2 separate regions of the Oryctolagus cuniculus genome follow, and region 2 is linked to region 1. The links are chromatin contacts, called in public Micro-C maps. All regions are on one chromosome and are shown on one strand. Each heading gives the region's core, a stretch centred on a gene start, on an enhancer-like site or on the middle of the called end of the contact. The rest is flanking DNA. Distances are from core to core; before and after follow the strand shown. Region 1 holds the start of TIA1 (TIA1 cytotoxic granule associated RNA binding protein). Region 2 holds the start of PCBP1 (poly(rC) binding protein 1).

The links. A called contact is a pair of places that touch in the nucleus more often than the background predicts.
Region 2: a contact with region 1 is called in a Micro-C map of ear pinna, with 6 times the contacts expected there. The contact joins the promoter of PCBP1 here to the promoter of TIA1 in region 1. A contact is called at or near these places in 2 of 6 Hi-C or Micro-C datasets (ear pinna and an unstated tissue).

The regions. Positions count from the first base shown.
Region 1 is chr2:132,435,474-132,440,564 of mOryCun1.1, reverse strand. TIA1 (TIA1 cytotoxic granule associated RNA binding protein) reads right to left here and starts at 2,489. Exons shown (of 12, transcript XM_008254288.4): 1 at 2,187-2,489. The coding sequence starts at 2,212. It overlaps TRNAG-CCC (transfer RNA glycine (anticodon CCC)), which reads right to left and starts at 2,817; the gene lies at 2,747-2,817.
Region 2 is chr2:132,583,737-132,588,708 of mOryCun1.1, reverse strand. PCBP1 (poly(rC) binding protein 1) reads left to right here and starts at 2,135. Exons shown (of 1, transcript NM_001082124.1): 1 at 2,135-3,616. The coding sequence starts at 2,165. The coding sequence ends at 3,235. LOC103347661 reads right to left here and starts at 1,836. Exons shown (of 7, transcript XM_070069016.1): 1 at 1,702-1,836; 2 at 1-68.

The sequences.
Region 1 (5,091 bases), core at 1,240-3,739:
CTTGCAATGTTTCCAAAGTACTGCTGACAAGAAACTGAATACTGGCAACCTCCAACTCAACAAGGTGACACTAAGATTCAGACTCTCTTTTATTCTCAAGAATGAGTAAAATCTTGATTTATTCCTTAAAACGGTACCGGTTTTTGGGACAAATTTATTTACTTACCATGTACCAGACACTGTACTAAGAACATATTAAAGTGCTAACTTCCAGGGTTGTGAAAGCAAGCATTTTACATTAAATGTAAAAATCCTGCTGGGAAATCTTTGGGAAGAGTGAGCATTTGGATTTGTGGGAGGTAGAAGCAAAAGAGTGGTTAACAAGACATTTCAGAGCAGGGCTACTTCGGAGGAAAAGATTCTTGGAAGGGATGTTCTACTGAGGACTACAAGGCACACTTAGAAACATCAACAGCTGAAAGTTGAGGACAGCAGAAATCTAAGATAAAGAACAAAAAGATACATGATCTTGGGCGGGCTACTCAAACTCAAAGGTTAGTTTTTCCGCAGCTACTAAGTGAAAACACTTCAAGAGTCTTGAAGAGGGTTAATGAGCATGTAAAGCACTCAACACAGAGCCTGGTATATAGTAAGCAGCCAATAACTGCCTGTGAATAAAACTCCACTGTTTCTCCTGCAATGGGTTCCTTCCTTGTCCCCAGGCTAGCACTATGCAACTACCTGTTTCTATAGACTGGCCTGAGACAGCTGAAGTTGTCTTCATTATTTGATAGCCCCAAATCAAAAATACTAAAAAGTTCCCACATATTTTTGGCAGTTACTGAAATTAAAAAATTTCAAAGTAATGAAAGATTCTTACCATTTGAAGGCATTAGTAAGGAACAATGTTTAACCCAATAAGCTGCTGACTCTCTTTAGTTCTACCTAAGAGGCAAGTGGAGAAAAAAGGTTTTCACACCGAAGGAGGCTAATAATTTTTGGGAGCAGTACTCTACAGATACAATCTTTCAAAAACAAAGGCCATGTCCTGTTGCATCCTATAAGAAGATACATGCTTTAGAATAACTTGAATATCCAGACAGCTAGAAAAACAATCTAAAATTGCATGATTAATGCATTGGGCTCTCAAACTGGCAGTTTCTGAAGAATGAAAAAAGCTAGTCAAGAACCCACTGAAAAGTAACTATGAGATGATACACAGCAATGTTTCTCTACAGTAACATTTTAACTATATGAATCCAATAATATCACTGTAGACCTCAGATATACACAGTAAAATGTATTTTAAACAAACCAAAACCCCCACTGAGCTTTTTTTTTTTTTTTTAAGAGAAATGCAACAAAGGCAGGATCACTCTTCCAATAGTGCTTAGAAAAACAAAGAGGCAGGGGGAGGGGGAGGGCTATAAGACAAATAGCCCAAACTCAGGTCCTGTAACACTAATTCTAGAAATCCCCGGACCTGACTATTCATTAACTGTTGCTTCACAAAAAACCGCCCGTTCTCTCCGCCACATGTCAATGCCAGCAGGAGCAGGCGACGGTGGAAACGAGTTAATCCACTCCCTGGGGCCGGGGAGGGGGGGTCCATTTTTAAAAAAGCAGTTTCAAAATCCTTGGGGCGTCCAGTTCGGCTTTTTGGTCGGGGGTGCTACGGAAGGAAAGCCAGCGAGTGGTTAACGACGGAGATTTGGCTTTTGTCCAGTTGGCAACCGCCAGAATAAAGTTTACTTCACTAAAAAGGAACACGAGCAGCCGCGAGAATAAAAGATCCTATCAACGAGAACGTGAAAGGCAGAGTTTCGGGCGGAGGACCAAAGTAAAATCAGAGAGGACTGTAAAGATAGAGAATCATCAAGAAACAGAAACAGGACGGGGCGGGAAAAAGAGAAGGAAGAGAACGAGTCGAAAGGGAGGTCTGCCGAGTTCGAAGAAGGGGTTTGAATGAAAAAGTCTCTGCTCCAGGTCTGAGCCGGCGAGGGGCCGTGCCCCGCGGCGGTGCAGTTCAGACCCAGCGGCTCACTCGCAGGGCTGACCCCTCGCCCTCCGCATCGTCCGCTCACAGCCCGGGTCTCCGTCCTAAGCAGCCAGGTGTGCGCTAAGGAGACGGAAAGCGCGATCTCGCGGCGGCCACGGAGAACAATAGGCGGGGCAGCGGCGCGGGGCCGAGGCCTCCTTCCGGGACGACCACCATCCCGCCTCCCTCATCGCTGCCCCAGACTCACAGAGTCTTGGGCATCTCGTCCTCCATGGCTGCTGCTGTCGCGGCGGCGCCTCCAGGTCCAGCTCCCTGCCCTTTACTACCTCCCAACTCCTTTGGGCAGCTATGGCTGCGGAATAGCAGGGTTTCTTCGTGGACTAGAGGTTACTCCGCCTCCTCCCGTGGCGGCGACTACACTCGACCGCCTGGCCCAGCGCGAACAATGAAGCCCCGATACAAGATGGCGGCCAGCCGGGAGCCCTGGGGCCGCCAGCGGAGTGACCCCGGCCGCGCAGGCGCAGAGTAACTTTGCATGCTCAACCTCCCGGCTGCAAGGCTATCCCTCCTTCCATAGGTTCACTTGTTGCGCAGCCGCTCTTCCACTGACTTGAGGCATGCCGCGGACTGCGCAGTGGCAAGGGTTAAGGGAGCTTGCCTAAACTTTTGTCTGCCGTCTCGCTCCTAAGGTTTTAATAGTGAATTCTAATGAAATAGAAACTTACAGAGAAGGTAAATGACCGCAATATTTCCATCAGCAGGATTCGTCATGACTGTTCAATCAACTCATTGAGAGCAAAATATCTGTGCGCCGCCCGGGAATCGAACCCGGGTCGCAAGAATGGGAATCTTGCATGATACCACTACACCAGCGGCGCTGTTGGAAGAAAGGCTCACAAGAAACTCTTATGAGAAAATTTAAGCAGCTGTTCTCTCCGACGCCAGGATGGATTTTATATTCATTTACTCCTAGAAAATGAAAATTTGACAGTGTATGATCTTCTACTTTTCAGCGATACAAGAAACTATCCTTTTTTCATCCCAATACAGTTGAATACATGTTTCTACTTTTTAAGCGCAGAAAAAGCTCAATTAATTTTTTTTACTTAAAAGGAAGAATTTAGTTAAGAAGTGTTTGCCTTGTTAGAGCTAAAATCAAATTTTTGAGAGCCAGAAAAATATTTCCAGGTAAAGGGTATTTCTTTATATTTGCATTTCTTTGGTATAATCAATGTACCTTGAAAAACATTTTAAGAAACAGTTGTTGAATGCAAACAGGTCACAATAATCTTAAAAGTAAATGAAAATACATAAGCTTCAGTCCTCTTTTAGGAACTAGAAAATTTAGGGCTCTAAAATGTGGTTCAGTGTACTCATTGTGCATTTCACATTGCATTTTATAAGTTACAAGAAATATTATTTTCAAAACAAAGGAGAATTTACACATCCGAAAAGAGGGAATTTACAAATTCCTCTTCAAAGTAGTGATACATTTTGGATTTCTATTTTTGGAAATTATCTTTAGTCTTTGAATATTTCAATTTATATTATATTATATTATATTATATTATATTATATTATATTATATTCAAAGATATGAAATATTCATCTCTTGAACATGAATAAGACACATTTTAATAATTAAGGGTATTTTTAACACCTACTTGAGATACTCATTTAAGTTTTAATTCACAGTTTACTCACAGAGGTGTTCACCCATCACCACAATTAATTTCCAAAAAGGAAACCCTTACTAATTAGCCGTTGCTGCCTTTTTCCCATTCCATGCCACTCCCCGTCTCATCTTTCTATTCGCATAGATTTGCCCATTTTGACATTTCCTGGAATCACACAGGTGACTGGTTTCTTTCACTTAGCATTATGCTTTCATGGTTCATCCATGGAGCACATATCAGTTCTTCATTTCATTGCCCAACAAAATTTCTCTGTATGGATATTGCACAAGTACTTCTTTGGTACAGTATTTTTTTAAGTTACCAAAGTAATATATATGCTCACTCTGACAAGTGAAACAATATAGATACATAAGGAAAATGTTAAAATTCCCTTCATTCTTCCCCTTTTGTAAACTTTCATATATTGTTTGATATGCATAGAGAGGCACATGTATGTAAGTACTTGGGATTTTCAGTTACTTAGAAAATAATGCCAGAGGTAATACTTTGTAACTTGCTTCTCTCACTTAAACTTAGCATATTTTCCAATTCAACAAATACAGATTTAATTGTTTTTCAGTAGTTGCATAACAGTCTGTATACTAGGTGGCATGGTAGATATTAGACTAGTATGTGACAGAGATTAAAGAAAATGGGAATTTTTGTGTGGTTGAATGAGGGGGAAAAAAAAAGGAAAAGTAGAAGCACACCTGGGAAGCTAGCCATTGCCCTCTTTGGACAACCTAGTTAGGTGGGTTCCAGTCCTCTCCAGGGGCACCTTAGTGGAATCTTGCTCTCTGGGGACCAATAACACTGTGCTAATGAAGTTCTGGGAGGAATTTCACAAATCCTGCCACACCTAGAAAGCCCTCGGCCCAGGATGATCCCAGAAGAGGGGAGTGGAGGAGAAACGGTGAGCCTATACCCATGTCCATAAAATCTCCAGTCTGAATCCAGGCAGGGCCCCAGTTCTCTGCGGAGATGCCTGCCTAGCAGGGGCATTGCGTTCATTAAACGTGGCTAGCAGCTCACTGCTACTCCCTGTCTCCCTCTGAAGTTCTTTTTTTTGCATGAAGACAAGGACTTCTGATCAGCCGTCTCCAGTAACACACAGAATAAATTACATTTATTTGATGGTAAAGTGAACAAGCAAATCACCATACATGGTATTGATGGACATGTAGGGTACTCTACTCCCCCCCATCTACAAACAACGTTACAGTAGCATCCTGGTACAAATATAAATTGATTGCCAAACCTGGAGTCACTGAATTAAATGGTGTGTACATAATCTTCATAGATAAAGGTTGTAGCCATTCACGTCTCCACTAGCAAGCTTTGAAAGTCCGTTCTTAAGACCTCCCCGTCCCACCCCACTTTTCTCTGCACTAAGATATTGTATTTTACTAATTTTTGCCAATATGATAAATGAAAAATAGTATATCCTTGTTTTGGTTCGCATTTACCTAAACTGCT
Region 2 (4,972 bases), core at 886-3,385, 150 kb before region 1:
TGGATTCCATGCCCGACACTGTGTGACCTTGAATTAAACCCTTCATGTTTCTAGGTTTGTATCTTCCTCTGTTAAAAAAAAGAGAGAGAAAGACAGAGATAACAATATCTACCTCAGAAGATCGTGGTAAAAAGATGGTATGAGTAAAATACCTAGCACAGGATCACAATAAATGTCTAAATCTTTTAGATTGAGTGAACACCACTTGTGGTCAGTTGAGGTTCACTGGGCAGCTGGCCTGTGAAAAAGCCAGACGTCCTACTCTCTTCAGGGAAGTTAAATCATTTTTCAGAAGCAGCTTTTTAAATCCGCACATGAGCCTGTAAAGCAGAAATTTCCCACGTCATTCCTTAAAACAGTGATTTCTAAATGCTTTGGTACTGGGGGAGCATCGTTGCGGTTCACAAATTATTTCAGGGTACTGCGTCCTATTATCCACTAACAAAAATTTTTTAAAGCGATAGGATCAATATTGTGCCCACATTTCGGAGCTATTTGCGTTCCCTGCTCCAGTTAAAGGGGGTGGGGAACTCGTTCAAATGGTCCACCAAGCGTCGGACCAGCCTGCGGGACTTCATCCCGAGCGGTCATAAGACCAGCGGCGCGGGGAGGGCCCAGGGCGGGGGCGCGCGTTCTAGAGCTTTCGGGCCCACCCCGATTTCTCGTTGGCGACGGATCGAGGCCACGTGTCGCCATTTTGTGTTCAGAAAACATGGCGGCCGCCCGCGTGGGGAAGGGGGTCGCGGTGGCGCGCTACGTTAGTCTTCTCCCCTGGTCTCTTGATGAACTTGGCGCACACCGTCTTTCCTCGTCTGGCTTAGCCAGAGGAAGAAAGGCAGGGGGCAAAAACCATAACTCGGACGCGCCAGCGTCTCGAGCGACATTTCCTTTGCGCAAGCAACGGCAGAAAAGCTGCCCAAGATGGCGGGCGCCGCCGCCGGGGGCCGCCCCCGGAGAAGCGGGGCGCGGCGGCCGCGCGGAAGGCAAAGGGCTGAAAGGCAGCCTCGGGGGCGTGGGCCGCGCGCAAAAGGCGCAGAAACAACCCAAAGCCCTGGTCCGCGCCCGCTCAGCACAGAACTACACCATTGTTTCAAATGTCTGACGAGGCCGCTGCGGTAGAAACGACACAAGGGCAGGAGGAGGGGTTTCTGTGGGTTTCACCGAAAGAAAGTTGCAAAATGCAAACAAAGCATTATGTAAATGGACGCCATTCTTTTTTTATGGCCACGTTTCCAGTATGCCCTACAAACGGTCCGCAGAGCCCAGACTCAGGCGGCGGCGGGGTGGGTTTCGGCCTTTCGGCTCACCGGCCGCCGCCGCGGGGCTGGGACAGGGGTGGGGGCTAGAGCGGGGCGCCCGGACGCCGGGGACGAAAGGCCCCCACGTGCCCGCCCGCGCCCGCCCCTCCAGCCTCGCCTCGCCGCCCCTCCCCCCCGGAAGACAGCAGCGGCCCCTCCCGTCGCCCCCACCCTCGCGCACGCGCCCTGGCCACCTCACGCGCACGTTTTAAACCCGCGGCGTCCCGGCAGCTGCCTGCAGTTACCGCCAGGGCTGCCCGTGTCGCTCCGGACAGAAAACTCCTTTGCTAGGGCAGAAAAATAAAGCGTGTCCTTCATACACAACACCAATATTTCCAGTCATCCTCCGGTGCCGTTAGCGTTAATAAAATTCACGGTCATTTTAAAACTTTGCCGGACTCACACTTTCCGTTCCCCGTGTGCTTTATTGTCAGTACCGCAGCGTTAGTTTTTTTTTTTTTTAAGTACCGCGTGGGGCTTGGCGCAATCTTGTGACCTAAAAACCACGGGTCCTCATTTTTTTTCAAGGGGTCCTGCGCAGCAAGCACTTCCGGGGTCAGAGGGTACGCGGGGTTGAAAGCGGGCTTCCCGCCCCGCCCAGACCGCCGAGGCTGCCGCCGGAGTCGCCACCGCCGCGCCCTCGCCCACCCGCCCGCCCGCCGCTCCCGGCCCCGCTCGCCCCCTCCGCCGCCGCCGCCCGCCCCTGCGACGACGCCGCGGCCTCCCGCCCGCGCCCGCTCGCTCCCGCGGCCCTCGCTCGCCTCGCGCCGGCAGTTTTGGGCCTACACCTCCCCTCCCCCCGCCAGCCACCAAAGACTTGACCACGTAACGAGCCCAACTCCCCCGAACGCCGCCCGCCGCTCGCCATGGATGCCGGTGTGACTGAAAGCGGACTAAATGTGACTCTCACCATTCGGCTTCTTATGCACGGAAAGGAAGTAGGAAGCATCATTGGGAAGAAAGGGGAGTCGGTTAAGAGGATCCGCGAGGAGAGTGGCGCGCGGATCAACATCTCGGAGGGGAATTGTCCGGAGCGAATCATCACTCTGACCGGCCCCACTAATGCCATCTTCAAGGCATTCGCTATGATCATCGACAAGCTGGAGGAAGATATCAACAGCTCCATGACCAACAGCACGGCGGCCAGCCGGCCCCCGGTGACCCTGCGGCTGGTGGTGCCGGCCACCCAGTGCGGCTCCCTGATCGGGAAAGGCGGGTGTAAGATCAAAGAGATCCGCGAGAGCACGGGGGCCCAGGTCCAGGTGGCGGGGGATATGCTGCCCAACTCGACCGAGCGGGCCATCACCATCGCGGGCGTGCCGCAGTCTGTCACCGAGTGTGTCAAGCAGATCTGCCTGGTCATGCTGGAGACGCTCTCCCAGTCTCCGCAAGGGAGAGTCATGACCATTCCGTACCAGCCCATGCCGGCCAGCTCTCCGGTCATCTGCGCGGGCGGCCAAGATCGCTGCAGCGACGCTGCGGGCTACCCCCACGCCACCCATGACCTGGAGGGACCACCTCTAGATGCCTACTCGATTCAAGGACAACACACCATTTCTCCGCTCGATCTGGCCAAGCTGAACCAGGTGGCAAGACAACAGTCTCACTTTGCCATGATGCACGGCGGGACCGGATTCGCCGGAATTGACTCCAGCTCTCCAGAGGTGAAAGGCTATTGGGCAAGTTTGGATGCATCTACTCAAACCACCCATGAACTCACCATTCCAAATAACTTAATTGGCTGCATAATCGGGCGCCAAGGCGCCAACATTAATGAGATCCGCCAGATGTCGGGGGCCCAGATCAAAATTGCCAACCCAGTGGAAGGCTCTTCTGGTAGGCAGGTTACTATCACTGGCTCTGCTGCCAGTATTAGTCTGGCCCAGTATCTAATCAATGCCAGGCTTTCCTCTGAGAAGGGCATGGGGTGCAGCTAGAACAGTGTAGGTTCACTCATAACCCCTTTCTGCTGTTTTCCCATGATCCAACTGTGTAATTTCTGGTCAGTGATTCCAGGTTTTAAATAATTTGTAAGTGTTCAGTTTCTACACTTTATCATCCGCTAAGAATTTAAAAATCACATTCTCTGTTCAGCTGTTAATGCTGGGATCCATATTTAGTTTTATAAGCTTTTCCCTGTTTTTAGTTTTGTTTTGGGTTTTTTGGCTCATGAATTTTATTTCTGTTTGTCGATAAGAAATGTAAGAGTGGAATGTTAATAAATTTCAGTTTAGTTCTGTAACGTCAAGAATTTAAGAATTAAAAATGGATTGGTTAAAATATGCTTCATATTTGAAAAAGCTGGGAATTGCTATCTTAAACTCTTTGTTGGTGCTTTTTTTTCTTCCCCTTTTAGCGGTAGGTGTTTGGAGGGAAGCGGGAGAAGGGGGGGGCCGGTCCGCGGTCATTCTCTCCGGCTCTTCTCACCTTATGGGTAAGATTCCATTCCCTCTGTGCGGCAACAAAGGAACCCCAGGCAGGTTGGGCCTGCTTTGGGCTATTTTGCCCCACCCCCACTCCCAGTGACATCTCCCAAGTTCCAGAGAGAGGCCTCTGCCCATTTCTCTGGTAGGAAAGCAGGTTTTCTCTGGTGGAGAAAGTGCCCATTCACTAGGACCTCCGATGACTGGCAGAGCGTCCTCGCCCTCTAGCCAGTCTCCCTACCCCCCATCTCACATGAAAAACTTAGCCAGGAACAACGACAAAAAAACTGAGGTGGGAGGAGCCTGGGGGGAGGGAAGGGAAGGGGTGGGTAGGTGGGTGGGGAAGGAGGGAGCCCACGCTGTGGGCTGGGGTGGGAGGAGGGCAACAGCTGCAGGCTGGTGGTGGGGAACCAGGGGTCTTTGGTTGCACATCAGGAGCATGTGGGACACACGTGGAACATGCACCTGTGGCAAGCAGCCTGTCAGGCTGTTAATACACCTGCCAAGTGGTGTATCCAGAAACAAAAGAGGCCCAGTTTCTAATTCTTCAGCTGTGTGCAATGCTCGAGAATCATGGCAGGAAATAATCCTGCCTAAATGGGGCAGGAATATAGACATCCATTGACCACAACCTAAAAATGACCTGGGTGTTAGAAATGTGGCTTCCTGGGGCCCATCCCAAAACCAGTCACAAAGCTTCGTTTTTAACCAAGGTCCCTGAGGGACTTCGGTTTCAGGGCTGCTGGTCTCTCTAAAAGTGGATGAGGGAGATCTAGCTGGGAAGGCCTGGCAGTCTAGTCCACCCCTCAGAGACTAGGCTGGGCCTGAAGAAAGAGTTTTTGCTAGGCAAAGCCAATACTAGAAACAAGCAAGACCATAGACAATTAGGTTCCAAGATGGGAAGTTCAAACCCAGGCTCTGCGGGAGATCACTAAGGGCGCGGAATTCCTGAGGGAGGGGAGAGTTATCCCCGTAAATGTTCGTTGAGGCTTCTCTACAGGACGGCTGCTCCTTCCTCCTGAGCTGCGGGCTTGGTTCTGGGAGCCCCTGGAGGTAAGGTTGGGGTCTGCCAGACTCTACACACCCACCACGGGGTCAGGCAGGCAGTCGCTGGCAGGAACCCCCATTCTGGAATTAGACCTGCATTCACATTTTGACTCGGTCACTTTCCTGGGCCCGCGAGCCCCTCTGTAAAGCAGAGCAGTGCTCAGAGCACACTTTACAAGAGGCCACTTTGGGGTCATGGGGGTT